2 separate regions of the Mus musculus genome follow, and region 1 is linked to region 2. Evidence: chromatin contacts called from public promoter capture Hi-C data. All regions are on one chromosome and are shown on one strand. The core of a region is the stretch at or near the end of the contact, and the rest is flanking DNA. Distances in the headings are between cores, read along the strand shown.

Evidence for each region. Promoter capture Hi-C pulls out the DNA fragments that hold promoters and counts their contacts.
Region 1: a promoter capture Hi-C map of pre-B cells shows a contact between it and region 2. The contact joins the promoter of 4930592C13Rik here to the promoter of Fubp1 in region 2. A contact is called at or near these places in 2 of 39 promoter capture datasets (cranial neural crest and pre-B cells), 3 of 484 Hi-C or Micro-C datasets (CD4 T cells, embryonic stem cells and pre-B cells) and 1 of 9 other capture datasets (liver).

What each region holds. Positions count from the first base shown.
Region 1 is chr3:157,531,963-157,538,214 of GRCm38.p6, forward strand. It overlaps 4930592C13Rik (RIKEN cDNA 4930592C13 gene), which reads right to left and starts at 2,128. Exons shown (of 2, transcript NR_152231.1): 1 at 2,048-2,128. It overlaps Zranb2 (zinc finger, RAN-binding domain containing 2), which reads left to right and starts at 2,203. Exons shown (of 10, transcript NM_017381.3): 1 at 2,203-2,512; 2 at 4,372-4,424; 3 at 4,516-4,624; 4 at 5,625-5,707. The coding sequence starts at 2,457.
Region 2 is chr3:152,209,038-152,215,160 of GRCm38.p6, forward strand. Fubp1 (far upstream element (FUSE) binding protein 1) reads left to right here and starts at 1,385. Exons shown (of 20, transcript NM_057172.4): 1 at 1,385-1,663; 2 at 4,940-5,030. The coding sequence starts at 1,556. It also overlaps a transcript of Dnajb4 not described here.

The sequences.
Region 1 (6,252 bases), core at 878-3,377, 5.3 Mb after region 2:
AATTTTTCCAACCGTATGAACTGGGGAAATGCACATCTGTGCGCTACCAGATTGTAAAGAAACACTTAAAATATTTCACAGCTCTCCTCCCACCCAGAGTGAAAGTATAGGAGAAACTATACTTTCATATAATGACAAGGAGAGGAAGTCTCTGTACTCTTACATGTGTGGAGGGGGATGGTGGGGGGTGGGGGTGGGAAACATCCCATACCTTTCTCTTTCCCTCATCACTTCACCCTGTGTTAGGGCCCTAGTCAAATGCTTTAGCTATGACAAGCTGCTAAAAATCCAAGGGAAACCTCGTATTTCTCACAAAAGGGCCAAGAAAAGGGAACACTGAAAGACAGACTACGTGAGAGGAATCTAAGAAAGAGATGGACAGAGAGGTATGTCCTCCAAATCTAGTCTGAACCCATACAAGTTCTGTGCTCAAGTATCAACCAAGCAAAGCAGGATGGATATGATTCATGTAATGAACTACAATTAAAAGTACTGCTAAGATACCAAAACAATTCACGTGTTTGTGTGAAGGACAGATAGCAAGATCAAGATAGCAGGGGATGGAGAGTTGGCTCAGTGGTTAAGAGCACTGACTGCTTTTCCAGAGGTCCAGAGTTTGACTCCCAGCACCCACATGCTGATTTCACAACCATCTGTAACTCTAGTTCCAGGGGATCCACACCTTCTCCTGGCCTCTGAGGGCACCCAGCATACATATGGTGCACAGACATACATGTAGACAAAACACCCACACACATAAAAGCACAGCTAATACTCAGCGGTGCCAACTGATATAGAACCATTACTCACACGCAAGACTGAGCCTGTGATGCCAACCCCAGGATTGCTTGCTAAAAGAAAATAAAAATTCCACATTACCCAAGATAAAAATCCAGGAAAAAATCAGTGATTATACAATATGAAATAACTGGGAAGGTGTGGACAATTATCAGAATAAAATACATCCAAGAGCTTTCAAGTGAGATGATCAAGATGAATATAAGTATCAAAAGTGTTAGACATTAAAACCAAAGCAGTTTAATGATTTTTTTTTCTCCTGGATAAGAGCTATATGCGAGAAATATAAATGCCAGAACCCGTGTGCACAAATGTTCACGAGAGTTGATCAACAATGCCAAAACATAGATTTGGGTGTTAACTGTAAGAATATTTGCAAGAATATTTGCATGGGGGAGGGGGGAGCTAGAGAGATGGCTCAGTGGTTAAGAGCAGTGATTGCTCTTCCAGAGGTCCTGAGTTCAGTTCTCAGCAACCACATGGTGGCTTACAACCATCTGTAATGGGATCGGATGCTCTCTTCTGGTGTGTCTGAAGACAGCTACAGTGTACTCCTATAAATAAAATAAATAATCTTTTAAAAAGAATACTTGAATGCACGTTGTGACAAAGTGCAGGGTTTGGGGCTTAACTGTCACAAGAAAGAATTGTGAATATGCATGACTGAAATAAAAGTGAGCTACATGCAACTAACTGCAAACTCAGAAACTACGCGGAACTAAAAGCAACCCTCTGTCACAGTAAATTGTACCATTTCTCACTTTAAAAAATAAGCATACAGTATATGAACTAAATCTTTTATAAAGAACGAGAATAAACCCAAAGGGCCAGTGTTAAATCTGGGGAAAGGTAGTGAGTTGGGGTCAGAATTGTATCAATACTATTTCCTATTTCTAAAACCTTGGGGTGGCTCCTCTGTGTACAGGGCTTATCTCTCACACATATTAAATATTTTTAAAGCTAAGTTTTTAAGCAACAGCCCAAGAAGGAGAGATATCTCCCTTCATTAATATGACTTTTCCATCCAAATACTAAGCAGCCTAACTACACAAGCCAGGTGGAGCTAAAAGTGAGACCCTATGTTCTCACAGGAAAAAAAGTTTATCTTTTTGACGTGGCCTACAGAAGCCTGACAGAGGTTCCAAGTGGTATGTATGAAACAGTAATGTCCGGGGCAACCTGGTTTAATCCTCAGTCTCTGTCCAAAAATAAAAATAAAGTATCTTCTCCAAAGACTCGAGCCTCCCACCTTATTGCTCGCCCCAGTAAACCCTAGGCAACGCGCAAGCCCGTGGGCTATCGAGCCGCGCCGAGTCACTTCCGCCTCTGCGCCCTAGCCCCGCCCCGGAAACGGAAGCGCCTTTCTCTAGGGTCCTTCGGCCTGCGGAGAACTCGGCTGCGATGGCCGCCGGGCCGGGCTGTCCTCACAACGCCTGCTCAGGAGCTCGGTAAGGCCGAAGCGAAGCAGAGCCTCAGGACGGGCTGCTGGCTCCTGGGCGTCGTCTCCGCACCGCTGCTCCAGGCTCGCGGTCCGGCGGTGTGAGTTCTCCCCCACCCCAGGGAAGGGCGGGTCCGGCGGCGCGAGGACAGCCCGGCGCGAGGCCCCCGCGGCTCCGGTGGGGACGTCGCTGCGGGCGGCACTGCTGCTGGCGTCCAAGATGTCGACCAAGAATTTCCGAGTCAGTGACGGGGACTGGATCTGCCCTGACAAGAAGTGAGCGTGGCGGGATACCGTGGGACCTGGGGTGGCCGGGAGGTCCCTGTGAGGGCGGCGACGGGGTCGCGGCCTTTGTGGGGACGGCGGGGCGGTCGCTGCCGGCCTTGAGCGGTCGCGGGCGGCCCGCACGTGACCCCGCGCGGAGCTGAGCTCACGGTTCAGTGGCCCTGCTCCGAGCTCTGCCGGGGCCGCTCGCTGTCCCTCCCTCCCTCCGTCCCTCGCTCCCTCCCTGCGGCCGCCGTGCTTTCGGGCCTGCGATCCGTCCCCAGTGACTTGGCTTTTCTCATCCTCCTGCCGAGAGGCAGGAGGCCTGGGCACGTACGTGGCCGGGAAGCCGGTGTGCTCCGCTTATGGCCACAGAGATCGTTCTGAATAGGTGTCCCTATTTTTAAAGAAAAGTGATGTACCAGCTCGTGTTCTTGGAAAGCCAGAGTCAGAGCTGAAGGAAACCCGGGTTTACTCTTCTGTCTACTGCAGAGCGTCTAGCCTGAAGTACCTTTGCTAGAAAATACATTGCTCGACTACAGTTAACACCGAAATAACATGGGCAGTGTGTGGAGAGCAAGGAAATGATGTCACTCAGATCCACTTGGTTGGTATCAGACTGATATCAGGCTAAGCATACCAAGTCAGCAGACTAGAACCGAGATCCTCTTGGACTGTCACTGCAGGAACTGTGTGACACTTTGGAACCCTTCAGAGATTAAGACACCAGCCTCTCTGCCTTCTGTGTGACTCGTAGAAAACTGTGCTCTTGTGTTCTTACTGAAAGCACCCATGTATATTTTGGGAGGACCCTTCATTCAAAGTCCTGTACACCTAAACTCGGCAGAAACTAAATGTTATTTGTACTGAATATGTAAATCAAGGAGACAGTTTTCAGAATATATTTTCAGTTTTACTTGGAACGTGTGTATTTTTTTTTAACAGAAAAAGGGACCTTAAAGTTGTCTGGAGCCATTCAGTTTAGTGTTACACTTCCTTTCACTATTTTATCTCATTCATTGTTTTTTAATAGGGTGGTGGATTCTTTGTCGTTACTTATTTAAGCTTTAAATTGGAGTATCTAACTGCTTTAACAAATACTAAAGTAGTGCAAGTGTGTGAAAACTTAACTAGTTAATGTCATAAGGTTACACTTTTTTCTGTTGGTTGTGGTTTTGTTTTCTGTTCTTTAGTTTTAGATTTGATAAATACTATAATACTCAAATTTCTTTACAATTTAATTCTGTCTTTAGTTAATATATCAGTCTTTTCCTTATCATCGCACTTCCTACCTCTCAAAGAATGTTTCATCAATTCTCTGGAGTCCTTCTGTAACTGTTCATTCCTGATGGATCCATCCCTAGGATTTTGTGATTAATCTTTTCCTTTTAGACAGAGTTTCTCTATGGAACTCACAGAGATCTGTTTGCCTCTAGCTCACAAGTGCTGTAATTAAAGGCTTGTGCCACCACTGCCCAGCTTGAATTTTATGCTTCTAAAACTCATCACATTTATTACTTGTAACAAACAAGATGAAAGTTGATATTCCTTTTTTTTTTTTTAACTCTCTCTGGTATCTTGTCTAATTGTTATAGAAGAGTCTGACACTTTGGAACAAGAGACTTTTATGTAACTAATGATATACACCAGTCTGAAGATAGCAAGGTTTGGGTCCCAAAGTGGTTCCCACAGTAACTGTAAGCACAAGGTTGAGATTTTTACCCAGCTTTTCCTTCTCCCTGCTGGTGCTTATATTAACATAATGGGATAAGCTTGTTCTGCGTTCCAGGGTGTAGTGAGGACAGTTTAAAATGTAAACAGTTTAAGTATCTAGGAATTACTACTCTAAGTGCATCTCACTTTATTTGCAGGTGTGGAAATGTAAACTTTGCTAGGAGAACCAGCTGTAACAGATGTGGTCGAGGTGAGCGCTGACAGATAATTCTCTTAATACTGTATATGCAGATCATTTCTTTATTTCCCAGGATTTATATCGAGTTCTTGTCTGTTTGCAGAAAAGACAACTGAGGCCAAGATGATGAAAGCTGGGGGAACAGAAATAGGAAAGACACTGGCAGAGAAGAGCCGGGGCTTATTTAGTGCCAATGATTGGCAATGCAAAACGTATGTGCTTCAGATTGCTGTCTGTTACTGCAACAACATGATGAACTCTTGCTAATTATGTGACAAGATGCTATGCCATATTGATCCAAACATTCATTGGTCTTAGGCTAACTATAGTAAAAGGGAAATTTTAAGTGGTATCTTTCAGGGGTGTTACCAGTTGTTGCTGTGGTAGTGTGTAATGAGCTGATAACCAAAGGTCTGGGGGACATTGAAGACCTTGTGGTCTACTTTTTGTTGCTGAATAATTGCATGATTTGGGGTTTTTGTTTTGATTCTACTTTTTGTCTCTTTTATAATATGAAAGCAACTTGAAAAATCTTAAGTTGCCTTCCATAAAAATTGCTTCTTGTTAGATTTTTTTTTTTATTGTTGCCTTTTAGGCTGGAGAGATGGTTCAGCGCTTAAGAGTACTGGATGATCTTCCAGAGGATCCAAGTTAAATTCCCAGCAGCCACATGACAGCTTGAAAAAAATAGAATACTTTTTTCTTTCAGGTTTAGATTTCATTTTGTATTGATTTTCTCAATCTCCACATTTTGTGCTATGTAAATAAATCCTACATATATGAAAAAGCACTGGACCAGAAAAACGTCTTACATAAAGTCCTGGTCCTGTAGACAGACCTTGAACCTTTACAGGAAAGCTGTCTTACAAACTAAGTCACAGGATTTAGTGAACTGCAAAGGATTTCATAGAGGGCACTAAGAATAGCAAACATATTTGTGAAAGGTGAGACCAAACTCTTTAAGGTAGATTCAGAGATGATAGGAAATGGAACCTTTGATTAAAGCACTGCTTTTTCCCCTCAGTAGCAGAATTTCTAGTTATGTCACTTCTCAGTATGTTATATTAAATAGATTTTTAAATTTCATTTTCATTACTCCTTAATCAGGATTACTTTGTATTAATTATTTCACCATAATGTTTTGAATAATATTTTTTCAATGTTTAGGGGCCTTCTAGTTTAATGGTTTTTGGTTTTGTTTTATAATTGTAGTTGCAGTAATGTGAATTGGGCTAGAAGATCAGAGTGTAACATGTGTAATACTCCAAAGTATGCTAAATTAGAAGAAAGAACAGGTAAGAAATATACTACTTTCTCAAGAGAGCATAGCAAGAAAGGGAATCTGTTTACTTCTCTGTGTGTCTCTGTGTGTGTGTGTGTCTGTGTCTGTGTCTGTGTGTGTGTGTGTGTGTGTGTTCTGTTTGAGTCCTGGATGGCCTCAAACTCGATATATAACAAAGGATAGCTTTCATCTCTCAGCTTCTGCCTCATCCTGTATGCTGGTATTATAAGCATGTACCACCACACCCTATTTACTGGGGATTTTTTCCTCTTAGCACTCAAAAAAATTTTATGTGATAGTTTCAATTTATGAAGTAGTGCTAGGCAGCCTTACACTAGCATTTAGGGTTCTAGGATACTTTCATAAGTGCTTTTCTACCTCCTTCTGCTTGGTGGGTGCATGGTAGGTAGTAATGATACAGCAATAGCATATATCCTAGTGTGACAGAAAGGTAAAGGACATTTTAAAGACATCCTGTAAAGCTTAAAAATTAATTCTTAATCTTAGCCACATTTTAGATAGCAGAGAAACTTTAAATTTACAAAATTACAAAGCATA
Region 2 (6,123 bases), core at 135-2,634:
AAAACATCAATTACTGATGAGTAAATGCTATTTGCTGGGCAAACTTCCTTAAAACGCGACTGAAATACTCTCATTAGCTAGTTTTCCTACATATTGCTATGATTAAATCTGTAGCCCAATACCTTTACTGTTTTTCTAAATCCACGGACATTCCTAGACATCCATGAACAGGTTAAACAGGTCAAACTGAGCTATCAAATGGCTAAGACAGAGCTGGTTTTAAGAAAATCATGCTGTTTGTATCTGCCAGCACCTGACTTAGTAACTGATAGTGGGTACTGGACACATAGTTTCCGGCTATCGGAAAGCCAAGGGAACATATTTCTCTCATTCTAAGATTGGTGTTAAGAAAAATGCTTCTTAGACTGAGAGGGGGGAAACGTCATACATTAGACAGTCCATTTTGCCTTTTTCTTAGCTAAACTGAGAGCAGGGATCATTGTGGCATACTAAGTATAAACAGAATAAAGGCCCAAGAACCCTCATTCACCGTAGTAATTGCCAGCATTAGGCTAGCATGGCTAAGACACGCTCAGGAATGGTCTGGAGAAACGTGGTTATTGGCATATATGACAAATATTAGAAACTGCCTGCAAAGCCAACTAGTCCAGAAATGAAAATTCAGACCATGACATTGATCTGACTACCCGCAGGGGCGCGGGGGGGGGGGTGGGGAAAACGCAGTAAAGCCGGTTTGTGTCAGGAGCATGACACGTTCGTGACATAAGGGGCACATGGTAAGACTGGCCAAAGACACGCAACGCTAGGTGTCTACATACTGGATGTGCAACACTCACGTTTTTAAAGGACAAAGGGCGGTCATACTTTCACCATCCGCTCGCCCACACTATTTTACATAAGAGACTCAGTAGGCAATCGGCTCGAGAACTAAGGGCCCGGTGGTCTGAGTTCCTCCCCGCTTGTGACCGGCCCGGGTGGAGACATGGGCAGAGGCAGCTCGGCGCCCCGGAGCATGGTGGGCTCCCGCCGCCGGGCCGCAGACGGTTCCGCAGCGTCGCCGCGGACGCCCCGCACGCCCCGTGCGCGCGGCCCTCGGGCTGTGCGGCCGCGCGACACTGTTGCGTGACGTCCCCGCCCGACGACGTCAGGCCCCTTACTACGGAAACACGGAAGGACACTAGCTAGCTCCCTGATCCGCGACGGCCTTTCCAAGTCCCCTACAAGCGCGGGCGGCACACTTCCCGGGCGCCACTGCCTCAGCCGCCGAGGCGAGGGAACAATGGCCCGCACTCGCGCTGCGAGGAGGCGCCCAGAGAGACCCTACTCTCGTGGGAGCCCGGTCAAGTCTCGCGATATTCTTCGCCCGGCGTCCCTTCTCTGTACCCTCCACCCCCTCTTCACCCCCCGCCAATCGCGCGTCAGCGCTGAAACATCGCGGGATTTCCGTCTGCCAGTCTCCGCCCCTTTACGGCACGATGGTCGTGCAAGAATGTGATAGAGCCTCGACGGCCGCCATCTTCTTCCTTTCTTAGCAGTTAACCGAGAGCGGCGCCTCCCTCCGCGAGGAAACGGCAGCGTGTGCTGTAGCGTGGGTATGGCCGACTACTCCACAGTGCCTCCGCCGTCGTCTGGCTCGGCTGGCGGCGGCGGCGGCGGAGTCGTTAACGACGCTTTCAAAGATGCCCTGCAGAGAGCGCGGCAGGTAAGCGTGGACCGACCGCGCGGCGGCTTCCCCTCCCCGACCCCCGAGAGCCGCCGGCGGGGCAGGTCCGGCCCTGCTCGCACTCGCGGCTGCCGCCCGAGGAGATGGCGTCTTCTCACGAGGGGTCCCAGCGGCTCGAGGCCGAGCCCGTTGTCGTGGTCTGAAGCGCCCCCCCCTCCCACGCGCTCTCCCCGAGCGTGGCCTCCACTTCCGCCCCGCGCGCGCGGCCTCGCCGCCCCGTGCGCCCTGCCTGCCCCGGCTCCCTCGGCTCCGGTTCCGCCCGACCCAGGCGCGTGGAAGGTTCTGGGCGCTCAGGTCACGGCGAGGGCAAGCCAGGGAGGGCCGGCTGCCTGGCTAGCGGTCCCCGCCGCTTCCCGCGCCGCCGAGCTCTCCACCCTCGCCGTAATTAGCCTAACGTTCCCCGCGGCGTTCACCAGCGAGGCTCTCCCCGGGGCGGGATCTGCGTGCGATCCACCAATCCTTTCCCCAGCTCCAAATGGCCCCGGGCCCTTTCTTCCCCAGCCTTGAGTTTGAATCTGCCTCTCTCTTCCCAAGTCGAAGCCTCCAACCTCTTTGTGCTACGTAGGGACGTACTGTTGCCTCGAATGGCAACCATTTTCCCAGATGAAAAGGGTTGGATAGATAAGAGTCCTTGCATTTGACACCCCCCCCCCAATAACCTGAACGTCAATGTCTTCAAGTAGCCCCCGCCCCCGACTTCTTTGTAGCTTAAAAATGTATAATGTTGCCTTGCCGGGTGGGGTGGTGCTCGACTTTAGTCCCAGCACTCGAGAGACAGAGCCTGGCAGGTCTCTTGAGTTTGAGGCCAGTCAAAACGGCCAAGAGGGACCTGTCTCAAAAAAAAAAGTATGTTATGGAATTTGCCTGTAAGGTAAAATAAACCCTTATGGCTCTGTTGTAGTTGCTAGACATGAGCAGGTTTTTAAAGCCAGCTTTGACTATACTGGAAACTTCCTTCAGGACCGAAAGATTACCGACTCAATCAAGGTTTATCAAGTCTACCATAATACAGCAAGCACACTTATCTAGTGCATAGATACTGAAAAAATATATTTATTCATACAGAGGGATTCCATGAGCAATGTGGTTGGTGTACATAGAAGTCAGAGGACAACTTGTGGGAGTTGATTCTCCTTCCATGTAGGACCCTTTGGTCAGGTGTAAGTTGTTAGGCTCAGGGACAAGTGTGTCTGCCTGGGCATCTGAGGAAACTTTTTGATGCAGGGCCTCTACCGAAAGCCTAGGCAGGCCTGAGGTTTAAGGCTTCCTGCTGAATTGTCTCTAGTGTAGGTGTACTCCACCTCTCGGCTTTGGAAGCTTTTTAAGTGTGTGATTTCTAGTCTTGTGAGATAAAAATCGAACACGAGTGAGCAGACAGCTTTGATGATAAAGTAAACCACAGCGGTTACATAAATAGTCACACTGTGAGGCAGGCGCTGTACAGGACGCTGCTGGAAAGGGATGCCTCACTGAAAGATGGGTGACATTCATATAGTGCAGTGAGGAGTGGGAGTCTGGCCAGCATAGACAAGAAGCTGCTGCTTGCTCTACAAAGATCGAGGGTTTCTGGAAGGACAGCTCTAAGAGGTAGTCAGCTAATATAGGATAACATAGGAGGAGGAAAAAGGTGGGAATGTGAGAAAAACTATGGATAGATTCCATTGTTAGCAAGCATTGGCTGTGATAATACAAGTGTTTATTATAGATGATAGTATCTGTTACACCTTTGGACATTCTGGGTATGTAGAAATTCCATCAGGACCTTGCCTGTGTAAGTAAGGGACTAAGGTCTCACTATGTAGTTCTGGCTGTCCTGGAACTCACTGCCTACCTCTGCCTTTAGGACTAAAGGTGTGTGCCACCCATGCCCAGATGAGATTTTGTTTTCAAAATGAGAGTCTTTCTGCCTCACCCTCCTGAATGCTGGAGTGACAGGTCTGCCTACACTGATCCTGGCACACTTACTTTTTCTAAAAATTATTTTCTTTATTTACATTCCTGCCCACTCACCCCCAGTTCCTCACACCATTCCTTCTTCATCTCCCCACCTCCCTTCCCTGGGGCCTCAAGTCTCAAGGGTTAGGTGGATCTTCTCCCACTGAGACCAGACCAGGCAGTCCTCTGCTGTTACACACACACACACACACACACACACACACACACATATACACACATAAGCCAGGGAACTTGGACCAGCCCGAGTGTGCTGCTAGGCACACTTTTTATAAGTTTGGTGCAACTGTGTCTTTGAGGATGAATGTGCGCATTGTTAAATTTTCCAAAAGGAAAATTTGAAAGTTGCTGTGGACCCTGCCTAGGAAGCACTAGAAGTAGATTTGCACTTCCACCTTTAAAACTACTAAAGAAAGTGTGGGCTAAAGTGTAGGAGATAGATGTTTTCACGTCATTACCTTCTTAGAATTATCTTTAACTCCAAAATTGGTGAGGGTGGGTCAGTGAAGAAAGTGGTAAATGCTGGTTTGGTTTGATTTTTGTCTGAAGTAAAAAAGCACAGAAATACAGTAGAGCAAAAATCAAGTGGAAAGCTTGAATTATTTCTGTGGGTTAAAATAAAAACATTACTTACACTTAATGTGTGTTTAATAGAAACATTGGGTTCATAATTGTAGCATGTGAGAAGTTAGGATTAGACTAGCTGGGGCTATAATCAGACCATGTTCCCATCCACCCACCACCCACCCCCAATGAGGGGAGAGTTGAAAGTTTTGCTTGGTCTTTTGAATGAACTGTGTACCAATTTTTCTTTTGGATGCTTGTAGACCTATTACATGAATGGAGTGTGAATAAGCATGCTTTCTTATGGATATTCCTTGGTCTTCAAGTAAACTCAGAAGTGTTCATAAAAGCTAATTGTAGAACATAGCCATAGTCTAAGCCGTTTTCCTCTCGTTCAATTGTACGTAACACTTCCCTTTTAACATCAGTTCCTGTCAGTCCCATACAGTGCACTTAAATACCTAAGATATAGTTTACAAATGCTATGATTTGAAATCAAAGGGTGGAAAAGATTTTGTTTCCAAATGTGTGGGTTGTTTTAAATGGGGATATAACATAAGTTTAATAGATCATTAACTATTTGTTAGCTCCCTGAAGTATTAGTGGTAGTTTTAATTATTCTTAATAAGTGAATCTTTCTAGTGTTTTTAAAAGTATATCTTTTATTGTAGGAAATTTAGTGCTGAGTAGTACATAAAGTATTAATACCCTGATTAGTATTCCGATTTTTCTTTTAAGATTGCAGCAAAAATTGGGGGTGATGCTGGTACATCATTGAATTCAAATGACTATGGTTATGGGGGACAAAAAAGACCCTTAGAAGATGGAGGTAAGTTATAGCCAACAAGAATAATTATCTTCCATGGTATTCATTTGATAAGATTTTCAGTATTGTTTATCAAGATGATTTATCAAAATACTACTATCTATTGGTCTCAGAAGAATAGGATTTTGAAAAAGACAGACCTAGAAAAGGTAGGTATAATTTGAATCTATTGGGAAGTATTATTGTAATAGAAAACAGGTTTTGTTATTTTTTTTTTTTTTTGTCCTGTTATAGGATTATGCTTGCTTTGAGTTGCACAGACTGTTAATGATATAAATAAAGTTATGTTATTTGGGAAACACTTTACTGAATTTTCTCATTTATTGAATGAGTCTTTGATACTCCCTTTCATTCAGTCAGAATCCACGTCTAGGTTAAGGTTGGTTGGTTGCAGGCATCCCATTTTTATATTGTTTTAGTGTTTTGTGTGTTTCATATTTATCTTTAAACATTGATTAAAACTGTGGATTCATAGTGTTTTCTCTTTTTAAAAATCATCACTTCTGCACTTAGAAGTGTGTACTTTTTTATTTTAGTTTTGATGTATGTATAAATTTTGATATTGATATATTTGCCCTTTTGTAAAAGATTCTGATAGCATATAGGACTGACTGTATTTGTGGCCCTTTCTGGTAATACTTGGTTTCCTTTTGTTTAAGTATGTTTATATTTGCAAGTGAGGTTTTTAATATGCAAGAAAAAATGAGCTAATGATGCTTCAGATGTTGTGTGTAATGTACTCTTTTTATTTTATGTGTAGATGGCTCTTGGACAAATCCGAGCAGTACCACACACTGGGAGGGAATGCCCTCTCCTTTTAAAGGCAGGAATTTTTATTTATTACCTGTGTTTAGTATGTAAATGTGAAATAAGCCAGTGGATTCTTAAATGGACACAATGGTCTCTTGGTTTATGTGTCTGAATTTTTGCTATACAAAAGCCTTGAAGTTGGGAGAATAATAATAGTGTTTTGAGCTATAGGCTGTCTATTCATATGTTGTATGCATTTTGTTTATTTGAGAAAGGCAATCGTGTGGTTGCTTTGAGGTTTTGGTGTTCTGTAGTGAAATGCTTCATTTGAGAATAATAGAACAGT